3 separate regions of the Mus musculus genome follow, and all the other regions are linked to region 2. Evidence: chromatin contacts called from public Hi-C and promoter capture Hi-C data. All regions are on one chromosome and are shown on one strand. The core of a region is the stretch at or near the end of the contact, and the rest is flanking DNA. Distances in the headings are between cores, read along the strand shown. Region 1 holds the start of Dek (DEK proto-oncogene (DNA binding)). Region 2 holds the start of Nhlrc1 (NHL repeat containing 1). Region 3 overlaps Kif13a (kinesin family member 13A).

Region 1 (4,141 bases), core at 1,567-4,066, 91 kb before region 2:
GATTTCCCAAGTCACTGCCATCATAAAACAGTAATATCTTCTTCCTTCAAAAGGAGGGTCCCTTTGAACTATTGCTTTCTTATACTCAATGTAAAGCCAAATTCCTGGAGAGGGTCTGAATTCACCTTTTAGCCCCACTCCTAGCACCTTCACACCTACTACCTAACAGAGGCAGTTCTTTCCAGTCATGGAGAATACGGTTCTACTCAATGCTCAATTCTTCATTCACATCTCCCCCAGTTGGTCACACTCTTTGGAAGGCACTATTAGTGAAGAAGTCATTTGGCTTCTGGGACACAGCTCTGATTCTCCTCTACCACTGGCTACTGTTGATCTACAGCTTCTTAGCTGGCTTGCCTTCCTCTTTTGAACTCATAAGCCTGTAGTATTCAGAGGTTCAGTCTTGAGACTATCTCTCCTTGCTACTTAATTTCTATCGCTACCTTTGTTCATCCTATAAGTGACATCATTCAGTGCTGGGGCTCTGTATGCCAACCACATGTTGACAGTGGCTAAGTTTGTATTGTGAGCTCCTGCTTGCTTCTTCCTCTAAACTCTAGACATTCATGTCCATCTGCCTATGTTATGGCTTATATATGTTTGGCCCAGGGGGTGGTACTATTAGGTGTGGCCTTGTTGAATATGGGTGTCACTGGGTATGGGCTTGAAGACCCTCATCCTAGCTGCCTGGAAGCCAATCTTCCACTAGAAGCCTTCAGATGAAGATGTACTCTCATCTGAACTCTCAGCTCCTCCTGCACCATGCCTGCCTGGATGCTGCCATGCTCCCACCTTGATGATAATGGACTGAACCTATGAACCTGTGAGCCAGCCTCAATTATTGTCCTTGTAAGACTTGCCTTAGGTCATGGTGTCTGTTCTCAGCTGTAAAACCCTAAGACAGCTTATTTGTAATTTTCACTTTGGTGATCATAAATCTCAATCCTAACATCTCTAAAATCTTCCTTCTCCCAATATGTCGTCTCTTCACTCTCATCCTCTTATCCCTTATTTCCCATGTCCAGTAATGTAGATAATCCTTTTGGTTTTGTTTTTTTGTTTTGTTTTGGCTTTTCGAGACAGAGTTTTTCTGTGTAGTCCTGGCTGTCCTGGAACTCACTCTGTAGACCAGGCTGGCCTCAAATTCAGAAATCCACCTGCTTCTGCCTCCCACGTGCTGGGATTAAAGGTGTGCGCCACCACTGCCCAGCTTAGATAATCCTTTAGAGCATACCATGTCTCTCTCCGCTCTCATTCCTTTAATCACTGACCTTTTAAAAGGAAAGCCCCCCTGCTGGTACTCCAGATCCCCCTGTGACTGCTGCATCACTACCACACAATCTATGTATTTTTGCTTAATGTCTCAACTACAGTCTCGTCTTCAAGATGGCAGGCCTGTTATGATGGACAGAGGATTCGGTACTTATAAAGGAACGGATGAGAATGGTATCAAAACAGTGATGGCCTGGAGGTAAGAGAAATACTTGACCAGAGATAAGTGATGGGAAGGACCGAGTTCATTGATGACAATAGGAAGGAGCAGCCCTGGCAGTGGAAGAGTAAATCCTAGATAGTGTGAATGACAGCCATGTGCAGGAACATGAGGGAAGGCATGTGTGACTGACAGGCCAACTGTGTCAGGGAGCCATCAGACAGAGGGTCAGCAGCCAGTTAAGTAGCATCTTACACGTTGTGATATGGAAATTTGGAGGTTATTCCAAGTTATGATGGGACCATCTGAGGCTTATAAGCAGAAGATCAAACTAAATAAAATAGCTTTGGCTGAGGTGTGATTAGTGGGAAAAGGCAGAGAGAGTAGCCCTTGGAAAGGGCTCTGTTGCAACCCAAACTAAAAAACAAAGAAAGGTGAGCAGAATCAGTAGAATGGGAGATGGCTTAAGATCTGAAAGCAAAAATAGCAGGACTTTGCGTATGTTTACAAAAGGGGCACAGAAGAAAATAAAGTCTAACTTTTGTCCCTCAACTTGGAGACTATTATGGCAAATGAAACCAATCATATTTCCACCAGGTTGACTGGATAAAAAAAAGGGAGGGAGGGAGATTATTCTCAGGGTAGGGAAAAAATGAAGACAATCACATAGGAGAGCACGTAAGGAAATGTTGCTTTTAAACTGTGGACTCTAAAAGGTATCAGAGGGCTTGCCTAGAATTCTTGACAGGAGAGTGTGGCTGGACAAATACCGTATCTGCATTATAGGGGAGACCAAGGGGGCTAGAGAAAGGAAGAGGGTGAATCTGTCTAACATTCACCGGTTTGAAACCTATTTATGTCGCTGGTGGTGTGAGCACTTAACGTGGTGGGTCCCTGTCACGGTGCAGCGTACCGGCGACGGGAAGCCTCGCAAGTAGGTCTCATTTGGAAGCCTTCATCTCGAACGACCCCTCGGAAACAAACGTGGTGGCTCCGAATCAACCCCGTCCGCGGGGTGATCGCCGCGTGAAGTCGAGTCGAGAAAGACTTCGGCGGATCCCTCAACTTCGTCACCTCCAGACGCTCCCCGGCTCCGCGGCCCAGGACGGCCGGTCATTTTTCTCCCGGGATCGGGAGGCTGGAAGCTCGCAGGCCCCCTAGCGTCCAACCGTTCAGCGCGGAGGCCCCGGCTCGCGCCCGCCCGCCACCCCGTGCACCCACCCAGCCACCCGCCGGACGCCGCGACCCGGGTCCTCCCGCGGACCGCAGACCCCCCGAGACCCCGCCCGGGCAGCCCGCGAGAGACGCCGCCGCCCCGCCTCCCGCCCGCCCTCCCGCGCGCGCCAACTCCCAGCGCCGCGCGCTGATTGGCCGGCGCCTTCCCGCTCTGCTTCCCGAACCGCCATTTTGAAAATCTTGTTGATTCTGAGGAGCGGGGAGAGAGAGAGCGCGAGAGAGAGCGAGCGCGCGGCGCGAGGACCTCGGCCCCGCGCGACTTCTACACAGCGGCGGCCTTCTCGTGCGCACCCGCGGTGAGGACGGCGGCGGGGAGGCGCCGGGGCAGCGGGGAGGGGACGCGGCCAGAAGCACTGAGGCCCGCCGCGGGGGAGGGGACTCGCAAGGCTCGGCTCGCCTGGGCCACACTGGCCGGGCCCGAGCCGGCCCGGGGCGGCGCAGGCCGGGCGGGAGCGCGCGCGGGCGGCTGAGAGGGCGGTGCGGTTTCCCGCCTCGGGCATCCCCGGGGAGGCGGGCCGAGTGACAGACCCAGGGTAGGCGACTTGGAGGGGAGCTGACGCTGGGCGCTCGGCACGCTCCATGCCCGCGCGAGCGAGAGAACCGAAGCGTGCGGCTTCCTCCCCGCCCGCAGGCCCCCAGCATGTCGGCGGCGGCGGCCCCCGCTGCGGAGGGAGAGGACGCCCCCGTGCCGCCCTCATCCGAGAAGGAACCCGAGATGCCGGGTCCCAGGGAAGAGAGTGAGGAGGAGGAGGAGGATGACGAAGACGATGATGAAGAGGACGAGGAGGAAGAAAAAGGTGGGTGGGCAGGGATACGCATCCCTCACGGGTGGATTTTTTTTTTTCCCACATCAAAAGTTTCCCCTTCCCTCGCTCCTTTTGGGAAACAGTTATCTTGCATTTTAACGCTTAGAGGCGTCAAGTCGGAGTGGTGGATTTCACGCGAATGCTAACAATCAGTGGCAGAGAATCTGGATTTTTTTTTTTTTTTTTGAGTATTTGCCAAGGTTTCGGTGCAAGTGTAGCAAGAGCCTTTTCCCGATGCGCCTTCAGAACACTTCGTCGTTCGTTTAGGGAGTTTGTAAGTCTGAGATCCGCTTTTTGAAGTTACCCCGAGGTTCCGTAACGAAACAACACTGCAAGGCATTCTTGCAAATCCTGGAAATGTTTTCATTTCCATATTCTCGGCTGTGTGTAGCTGCTGATTCCCTCCCCCGCCCCTCCCCCATAAGGGTTCTTGTGGGAGTGCTTTTCTTTGCCGTGAAAGTTGTTGCTGTTGGAGAAAGTAGTTTAAAAATGAGAAAACTGAACTGAAAGTTAGAACGGGAGCCCGCAGCTCTCTCGGTTTTGGGGACTGATTCTGACCCAAGGAGGGTGGTAAGAAGCCTCATTTGAGTAGAGGCAGAGCGGGGCGAAGAAGCATTGTGTCAGTCAGAGTGCATGCATCAGTCTACCCGACAGGCTCAGCTATTGG
Region 2 (4,564 bases), core at 499-2,998:
CTCGGGTATCTAACATCCTCTTCTGGCCTCCAGAGGTTCACACAGACGTCCACACAGACACACAGACAGCCTCGTGCACACACACTAATAAAAAACAGTTTTTTTAAATTACTAATAAAAAAACTTTCTATGAGATATTATTTTAGTTGGTGTCTTATTTAGAATGGAAATGCATTTTGAAATCATAGTATCAGCTTGGTTATTCTGGTCTAACATTCAATCTCTGAGATATGTAGTAGTTGATTAAAAAAGAAAAAAAAAAACTGCTTGTTTTCCTTGGCCTTCCAAAGAATTTCTCTCTCGAAGAGTGTTAACACAGGCTTGAGTCCTCCAGTTTCTTGGAAGTCTATGGAACAAGAGGGTAACCAATCATGATCACAGCCTTTTTGTGAATAAGAATGTTCTAATACATGGTTTTGGCCAGCACCTTGTTCATGTAAGACAGTTAACTCCGAAAATGAGAGCTTTGAATACCCCCAATGGATTTCGGAAGATTATACTGACCATAAGATTAGGATACTTCCACGATCATCTTTATTGTCAATCATTTCTCCAGTTTTGAAATATTTCCTATACTTATTTATTTGCAGGTGTATATGTTTATGTGAATGTATCTCACACGTTTGCAAATGCATGGAGACCAGAAGGGGACTCTGGATTCCCTGGAGCTGGGGTTACAGATGGTGCGGAGAACTGAACTCATGTCCTCCAGAAGGGCAGCAAGCACTCTTTACCACTGAGCCATCGCTTCAGCCCCTTTACTTTCAATCTTTCTCGGGATGGAAGGCATTGCAGGGAGGAACCGCTGGCTCGAACTTACCTGTACGTTATAATCCCCTTCACAGTGCCCCTCAGCCCACACTGGTGCAGTTAAGCCTTTGCCAAGGAGACTCAAACATTTGTCATACAAAACCATATCTGATGATCAGTGAGATGCCGTGTAGTCAAACTGCCTGCCTTCCAATCACGGCCTCCATGAGGCTTAAATAAAAGTGAATGAAAACCACTTAAAAGAAGGCAGGCACGAGCGAATTCTATAACTGCTACTAACTAACAAGTTTTGTTGTTGTTGTTTTGTTTGTTTTTGAGACGGGGTCTCCCTTTGTGCCTCTAACTGGCCTGGAACTCACTATGTAGACCACCATGCGAGAAAGCTAACAGCTTTCAAAATATCCCTTCCACACAAACCCACTTCACAAGTATTCTTTTGTTTGTTTTGGTTTGGGGGTTTGTTTTTTTAGGCACTGTAGCCTAGGCTGGCCTCCAACTAACCACCAACAGCTGTTCTCCTGTTTCTGCCGCCTGAGTCCCGGCATCACAACTATCACACCCAATTCTTTGACGTCTACGTAGCTACCTTCTCACAAGAAGGAAAAAACACAGCAGAGAGGAATGCACATCTGCCCCTTGAAGTTATCTTCTTTCTTGTGTCTCTGTCTTCAGAATCTTACTATACAGAGACTAGGAGCCATGTCTTGTTCCTGTCTAGCCCTGGTACCCACCTCCCAGCGAAGCTGACTGGCAGTCCGTTTGGGCACCATCCCTGAGAGACTAGCTGTCACTTACAGGAGGACACGGAGAGACCCACTCATCACACCCCGCCCCCACACCCGCTGACATGTCTCAATCTTTAATCCTGGAATCTTCCACCCGTGACGTGATTATCCCAGGTCTGCGCACGGCGCATGCGGACGACTGCGTCGTGCGTCCGCCAGGGGGTGGCAGTGTGCGCCCTGCGTCAGAGCGCATGCCCCGCTCCGTGACCGTGACCGTGGCCGTGACTGAGGGCTGCGCGGAGGCAGCGGAGCAGCGGGAGCAATGGGGGAGGAGGCGACGGCGGTGGCAGCGGCTGGGGTGCGGCCCGAGCTGGTGCGGGAGGCGGAGGTCAGCCTGCTGGAGTGCAAGGTGTGCTTCGAGAGGTTCGGCCACTGGCAGCAGCGGCGCCCGCGCAACCTGCCCTGCGGCCACGTGGTCTGCTTGGCCTGTGTCGCCGCTCTCGCGCACCCGCGGACGCTGGGCCTCGAGTGTCCCTTCTGCCGGCGGGCCTGCCGAGCCTGTGACACCAGCGATTGCCTGCCGGTGCTGCACCTCCTGGAGCTCCTGGGCTCCACCCTCCACGCGTCCCCGGCTGCCCTCAGCGCCGCCCCCTTCGCGCCGGGGACTCTCACCTGCTACCACGCCTTCGGCGGGTGGGGGACCCTAGTGAACCCCACAGGGCTTGCACTGTGCCCCAAGACCGGACGGGTAGTGGTCGTGCACGACGGGAAGAGACGGGTCAAGATCTTTGACTCCGGAGGAGGAGGTGCACACCAGTTTGGAGAAAAGGGGGACGCAGCGCACGACGTGAAGTACCCACTGGATGTCGCCGTCACCAACGACTGCCATGTGGTTGTCACCGACGCTGGCGACTGCTCCCTCAAAGTGTTTGATTTCTTTGGCCAGATCAAGCTGGTTGTGGGAAAGCAGTTTTCCCTGCCTTGGGGTGTGGAGATCACCCCTCACAATGGGGTCCTGGTGACTGATGCAGAGGCAGGGACTTTGCACCTGCTGGAAGCGGATTTCCCTGAAGGGGTCCTTCGGAGGATTGAGAGGTTGCAAGCTCACCTATGCAGTCCCCGTGGGTTGGCAGTGTCATGGCTCACGGGGGCCATCGCGGTCCTAGAGCATCCTTGTGCCTTTGGGAGGACTGGCTGTAACAACACAAGGGTGAAGGTGTTCAACTCCACTATGCAGCTGATTGGCCAGGTGGATAGCTTCGGGCTGAACCTCCTCTTCCCCTCCAAAGTAACTGCCTCTGCTGTGACCTTCGATCACCAAGGAAACGTGATTGTTGCTGACACCTCTGGTCCAGCCATCGTCTGCTTGGGGAAACCCGAAGAATTCCCAGCCCTGAAGCCTATAATCACTCACGGCCTCTCCCGTCCTGTGGCACTGGCCTTCACCAAGGAGAATTCTCTTCTTGTGCTGGATACTGCATCCCATTCTATAAAAGTCTTTAAAGTGATGGAGGGCAACGGAGGGTGATGGGGATCCTGAAGCCAGGAGTCAGAAATCTTGGTGTCATTGGGAGTGAATTGGTCTCACCCATCCATCCAGACAGAAGTAATGGTAACTGAATGGCAAAAGCAGTTACTAAGGCAGTTTTAAAAGACTAATAATTAAATTTGTCATTCGGTGAATGCCTGTTCCCGTGTTAAGAAATTTGCAGATCTTAGCCTGTTTGCTTCTTAACACACAGCGATGTTAATTCCTATTATCCGTCCACTTGGGAGATGAGAAGACAGACCCAGAGCATTCAGTATGGTTTCTTTAGAGTTGTATTCACTGGGACAGTTGAATTCAGTTCTGGCTCCAAACCACTTGCTCTTAGATATGATGTTAGATGTCGTCAACAACAACAAAAACTGTGAGCTGTGTCTTATGTATGTATGTTCTCCTTACAAGTGGGTAACTGGTAAAGTGCACAAAGACAAGAAAGGGGTCTTCATGGGGATTTTAGGAGAAAAGGGAAGTTGTCCATCACCTTCAGCTGTGAGCTCCCCCAAAGGTAGAGTAGATAGCTTATTACCAGTTCCAAGATTTGAACAAGAAACAAAGTTGAGCTCTTTCCTTATAAGGCAAAGGCTGCCAGGATGATAGTGTGTGCCAGAACTCCAAATCCTGAGAAGTGGAGGCAGGAAGTTCAATGCAATCTGCAGCTTAGCTACCTAGTAATTTTGAGGCTAAGCTGGACTAGTGTGTTCTCTCTCTCTCCCTCTCTTTCTCTCCCTCTCTCCCCCTCTTTCTTCTTCCTCTATGGGCACTGGGAACTATCCCGCAGTGATAATTTGAGAAAAATCTGCAGAGCCACTGCCTGCTAGCGTCATGGGCATATGAGACTCGTGTTAATTAGATCTTGCCCCAGCACATTGATGGCAGAAGTGATTTTGTTTGGTGTGGTAAATCTCTGACGCCTGAAGCACTTTGTGATGGAGGCTTTTCTCTGTGTAATTTGAAATGTGATTCAAACACTGTACTTAATAAACAGTCTTCGTCCTTTTAGAGTGCTGGAAACGTGTCTTGAATGGAAGCACAGCCTTGACAATGTAAGGGCTCCTCAGTGCTGTAATTGAGGGGAGGAGTGGAGAATATTTGGGGTGAAATGCTGATCCTCTCTATTTTTTTTTAAGCAAGCACAAAAATCTTTGAGTTCAGGGATGTTGGAATTATACCAAATAACTTACACCTCTGGGGCAGCATGAAAATGTTTTCTGGGGATGCTTTTGAGAGGTGAGAGTTTGCTTTAGATAAGAACTAATGTTGTGTCAACAAAATGATATCCTTTTATACAAAGAGGCTGTTTGGGGACAAGGTCTTGTACATCTTGGACCGACCTTGAACATGCTCTGAAGCTAAGCCTGACCTTCACTTCTGATCCTCCTGCATCCATCTCCCAAGTGCAGAATTAAAGTCAAGTACCACAACACCAAGGGTTCTGTGGTGCTGGAGGTAGGTAGAACCCAGGGCGTCATACATGCTAAGTAAGTGTTCTACCAACTGAGTTACAGCTAGCTCTACAAAGATT
Region 3 (4,679 bases), core at 1,733-4,232, 110 kb after region 2:
AAGTCATGAAACCAGGAATTCATGTCCAGGAATGCCCCTGAGTCTGTGTCGCCTTCTGACCTCCGGGTGGTATGTGATCTCAGTCTTGGTGAGGCAGGGGCTACACCGCTCTGCCTTGGGCATTCTTCTGAGCCTCCCTTGTCATGGGAAGAGAGGGACAACACTGAGAGTGAGGAAAGAGAGACACTGGCCAGTTGTCAGCATCACCTGCAGTTGTTGCCTGTGAATACCATGGCCGTCTTCCTCCTGGGGGCTGAGGGCATTTCTGGGCACCCAACCTTACAGTTCCCAAGAGGCAGTTGAATTTCTGCTGCCTATTGTAGTTGGAAAGCAAGCTTGTGAAATCTCCATGTTCCTGTCTGGAACATGGGGACCAGTGACGCTCCTGAACTTGTCACTCCCCTGGGCATTCTCAGCATTGAGGAAAATTCTCAACATGTGCTCCAAGAGTGTACACTGGCATGGAAGTCCCCGGAGAGTGGCATGCTGCAGGGATAACTTAAAATTTGTTCACATTTATGTTTGTAAGAAAGGCCTTGGTAGACTTTGTCAAGTCTCTGTCTATTCTTTACAGAGTTGGTCATGTAAAGCTTTACGTTTTATTTAACAAGCCCCTTGACGGTGAGTTGCTGGTGATACCTGGTGCAGTGGTTGTCAAACTGAGCATAATCCCATGGCTGGAAGTCACAGCAGGAGGGCAGACCACTGTGGCTGGCCAGTTGAGAGATGGAAACCACACTGAGCACTCTGGGAAGTAAAAGTTGCTGGGAAATAGTGGTCGGCAGCAGCCTGGATGCTGGTGTAGCCTTGGAGACTAAGCAGATGTCTTCTTGGTTCCTGGACTCCACAGGATCTTTGTTACAATGTTTTTCCATTGTTTCTCTCTGACTTAGACAAATTTGGTTTCCCATTCTTTCTGGGTGATTGAGTTGGGTTCTCTCTGTCTTCTCTAATTCTGAGCACTTTTCATATGACTCAGCCGTAGATGAAATAAATGGCTCTAGTTCTGGCCTTGTTGTTTGTAGGGTTGGGGGTCAAACAGTGGCTTCATGCTTGCTACTACATTATCATCTCTAAACTATGACTCCAATCTTTTGTTGTTGTTATGCTTAATCCTAACGATGCTGCCTGAGCCTTTTCAGGTACTCATAGCTAACATCTGCCTGTGCAGGGGAAATAAATGACCCCTAGCCCCTCCTTTCTTCCTCCCTCCTTCCTTCCTTCTTTTCTTTCTTTCTTTCCTCCAGCAACTTCTTTGCTCTTAGTGTCATTTATTCTCATTATAAACACAGCAGCTATTTGAAAACTTACAAAATGTAGGTTAGAGATAAATATGGTTTGCTCATCAGACTGTCAACCGTCTAATGCATTTCATGGTTGGTGTGCAGTAATTTATACCACTGGGATACATAACTCCTTAAAGCTCTGGAAGTGGTTGCTATGTGTACCGCCGCTAGGCACCCTGTGCTGGAGGTTTAGTCTGAGCACAGTTCCACCTTGTTGACGTTTTCTCTCCCTCTTGTGTTAGTATCTCCTGTCTGCAAACTTTCCCCTTCAGGCTACCTCGCTTCTGAGAAGGCATCTGTACTGCAAGGGAGCCCAGCATCTGCAGAGCCAGGCTGGATCCTGAGTTTTCTGTTCTTCTTTAGTGTTAGGAACACTAGCCAGGTGACCTTGCCGAAGCTGGGTGACCTTGGGTGAGCTGCTTCCACTCCATGTGCTGTCACCCGCAACTTCAAGTGAGCTCGATAACGCTCTCAGTGGCAGCTGCTTTAGTGACCAATTCTGCATGTGAGTCGGAGCCGTACGACAGGGGGATTACACAAGTAGTGGAACAAAGATTCCTTGAAATTACCTCTCACAGTGATCAAGGTAGGAGGGTGCAGTCAGGTGACTGTGCTGGTCCGTGTGAAACCCCCAGGCATGTCACGTGTTTAGAGTAGCTGTCACAGATGCTCTGCTTATTAGTCACCCTCTCCTTTATTTATTTTTAATTTTTTTTGGTGTATACACAGATCGTCCTTCTTAGCCCTCAAGACTCTGTCTTGTCCTTTCTTTCTTCCCTTTCCTCCTCTTCTCTTCTCTTCCTTCCTCTTTCTCTCTCCCCTTCTTCTTCATCTCCTCTTCATTTTTGAGGCAGGGTCTCATACAGCCCGGGCTGGCCTTGAACTCACTTACAGCCAAGACATTGGTTATTAAACATGAAACTCCTGATCCTCTCAAGTGCCAGAGTTCAGGTGTTCCTTTCCGTACCCAGCTTGAGTGTCTTCTTGCTTGTGTTCCTTTAGCTAGTCCTCAGAACTTTTGGATTTGCCAAAACATGCCACAATCACTGCCAAAAACATGTTCCACAATCCTGAATACTTACTGTTTCAAAAAATAAAATATGCTTTTAATGGGGGGAAAAAACCAAAATAAGAAACAAACTCCAAATGGGCATACCAGGGTGTTTCTCGTGTATACTCAGGCTGTAGTGTGGGGTCACCTTAGAGGAAATGAAATAAATTACACATAATTTCCATGAGCTACCATTGATGGTTTTCATTTTAGCTTCACCTCTGTTTTTCCACCTATGTAGGTACAAAATTTTAACCCTGTACCAAACTAGCACTTAAAGAAAATTACATTCATCTACGTGTGTGTGTGTGTGTGTGTGTGTGTGTGTGTGTGTGTGTGTGTTGGAAGATGCTTGCATACCATGGCATACCTGTGGAGGTCAGAGGACCGCCTGCATCCCAGGGATTGAACATAGATGCCAGGCTTGGCAACAGATATCTTAACCTGCCACTTCTCTGGGCTCAGATTGGTACCTTTGAATTTGTTGAGTTTGTGTTATTACATCAATTTAAAGTTAGTGCTAAAATGAATGTATCTGTTACTATAACGGTGAGTCTGAAATAAATGAACAGGGCAAATCAAACTCAGTGCCGGGCCAGTCAAGGGAGTCGGCATCGCAGGCATCTTGGGTTGCCCTGGAAACGCCCGCTAACGCGCACTCGGATAGCTTTGTTTTGAGTCACTTGTAATATTTTCCCCCTTTCCTGCTGCTAAAAGGAGAATGGAACTTTTGACTCAGGGAAAGCTATGTGAGATTTTTGTAAAGACCAGGAACCAGAAGTCTGGGTTCTCTGAATAACTGCCGAGGTGCTGGCTACAGAAATGGCCTGTCAGAGATGTGACAAGGGACAAGAGCTCTGTTCTACCCACATTCTTTTTGTATTTGAATGCTGTACTTGGATAGTCAGGTTTCAGAGGGTTTGTGTGCTTGGCCTTGGTGGACACATTTCTTTCTCCTCTCCCTCTCCCTGTGTTCTTCCTTTCTTTTTCAATACTAGGGATTGATCATAGCGCTGGTGGATGCTACAGAGACATCCCCTTGTGAGTCCTCCCTATTGATTGATTTTTAACCTTAGAGAGTCTCACTGAAATTGCCCATGCTCTTCTTGAACTCAAAACTCTCCTTCCCTGGCCTCCCAAGGGTGGGGTGGTCACAGTGCACCACCCAGAGTGATGGCAGTGACATTTCTTTATCACCAAGTTATATTTGTCTAAACAGGTAAAGATTGGGCATGACTTAGATAGATCCCACACAGCATGAAGAAGTGCTAAGAGGCAGTTCACGGAGGATCCCAGGAAGCCTTTCGTTGATGGCACACAAGCTTCAGTGGATATCTCTGTACTTTCCTAGAAAGTGCTTTCTAAAATACACTTCCATGGGATTAACTAGAGCCAGATCTGGAGCTGTGCAGATGGCAGTGTCCCTTATGTACTAACGTGCATGCAAAATCTGCCTAGAGTGTCATCTGCCTGCTTCTATTTACTTCCCAACAGTTCCTGAAAATGCTTCTTCCCCTTTGAGAAAGCAGCATGGCTAGATCTCTGTGGAACCCCACCCCCACCCCCAACACACACAGATTTTATTTCTTATAGCAACAGACGCTTCCATAGTTTTTATACATTGTTTTCCTGTTATTTTACCCCAATGGCTCACTAAGTAATTTATCAGTATCACCACCATCACCACCACCAACCACCACCCTAAAGTATAGAATATAAGGTAAAAGGAGCCATACCTTCAGCTGATGATGTCAACTTTTTAAAGATTTATTTATTTATTTATTTATTTATATGAGTATACTGCAGCTGTATTCAGACACACCAGAAGAGGGCATTGGATCCTATTACAGATGGTTGTGAGCCACCTTGTGGTTGCTGGGAATTGAACTCAGGACCTCTGGAAGAGCAGTCAGTGCTCTTAACCGCTGAGCCATCTCTCCAGTCCCCTGCTGTCAACTTTTAAGAGCCACAGCAAAGATTTATTAGGCTACCTTTTCAGGTCAGCAAATGATCACAGCTTGTGAAAACTAGAAAAGTAGACTTACCTGAACAACATTGGCATTTATTTTTTTTTTAAGTTTTATGTTCTATAAGAATTAATGGGGCAGCTACAATGCAGGCAGTTTAAACTGAATGAAAGGAGTTAATGAAGCTGATTTGCCCCAACCTGAATAATTAGATCCTGGATAATAGACTTTCAACCCAACTTTATTAAGGTATAATTTACCTAAGCTAAAATGCACCCATTCAAGGGTGGCCTTCTTGAGTTTTTACAGTTGAGTGCACCGTGTAGCCATGGCCAGCCAGCATCAGGGTATTGAATGCCACCATCACCCAGGTGG

Evidence for each region. A called contact is a pair of places that touch in the nucleus more often than the background predicts. Capture Hi-C pulls out chosen DNA fragments and counts their contacts.
Region 1: a promoter capture Hi-C map of adipose tissue shows a contact between it and region 2. The contact joins the promoter of Dek here to the promoter of Nhlrc1 in region 2. A contact is called at or near these places in 3 of 39 promoter capture datasets (embryonic stem cells, liver and pre-B cells), 2 of 484 Hi-C or Micro-C datasets (CD4 T cells and muscle stem cells), 3 of 115 datasets of contacts at active chromatin or transcription factors (effector CD8 T cells, embryonic stem cells and memory CD8 T cells) and 3 of 9 other capture datasets (adipose tissue, liver and pancreatic islet).
Region 3: a Hi-C map of embryonic fibroblasts shows a contact between it and region 2, with 2.8 times the contacts expected there. The contact joins the enhancer-like site here to the promoter of Nhlrc1 in region 2. A contact is called at or near these places in 10 of 39 promoter capture datasets (cranial neural crest, embryonic stem cells, frontonasal cranial neural crest and 7 more), 1 of 15 datasets of contacts at CTCF or cohesin (embryonic stem cells), 20 of 484 Hi-C or Micro-C datasets (the C2C12 cell line, the G1E-ER4 cell line, LSK cells and 9 more), 16 of 115 datasets of contacts at active chromatin or transcription factors (bone marrow-derived macrophages, cardiomyocytes, embryonic fibroblasts and 9 more) and 4 of 9 other capture datasets (adipose tissue, embryonic stem cells, liver and 1 more).

What each region holds. Positions count from the first base shown.
Region 1 is chr13:47,104,896-47,109,036 of GRCm38.p6, reverse strand. It overlaps Dek (DEK proto-oncogene (DNA binding)), which reads left to right and starts at 2,816. Exons shown (of 11, transcript NM_025900.2): 1 at 2,816-2,964; 2 at 3,300-3,465. The coding sequence starts at 3,309.
Region 2 is chr13:47,012,034-47,016,597 of GRCm38.p6, reverse strand. Nhlrc1 (NHL repeat containing 1) reads left to right here and starts at 1,748. Exons shown (of 1, transcript NM_175340.4): 1 at 1,748-4,041. The coding sequence starts at 1,819. The coding sequence ends at 3,024.
Region 3 is chr13:46,906,389-46,911,067 of GRCm38.p6, reverse strand. All of the region lies in intron 2 of Kif13a (kinesin family member 13A), which reads left to right. Among named protein-coding and RNA genes, the nearest start is that of Gm22960, 6.1 kb to the right of the region's middle. Within about 2 kb of position 2,982, at least 53 of the 459 cell types and tissues checked have an H3K27ac peak or open chromatin away from gene starts, as enhancers often do. A contact at or near this core is called in adipose tissue, embryonic fibroblasts, olfactory sensory neurons and 3 more, where this site is marked.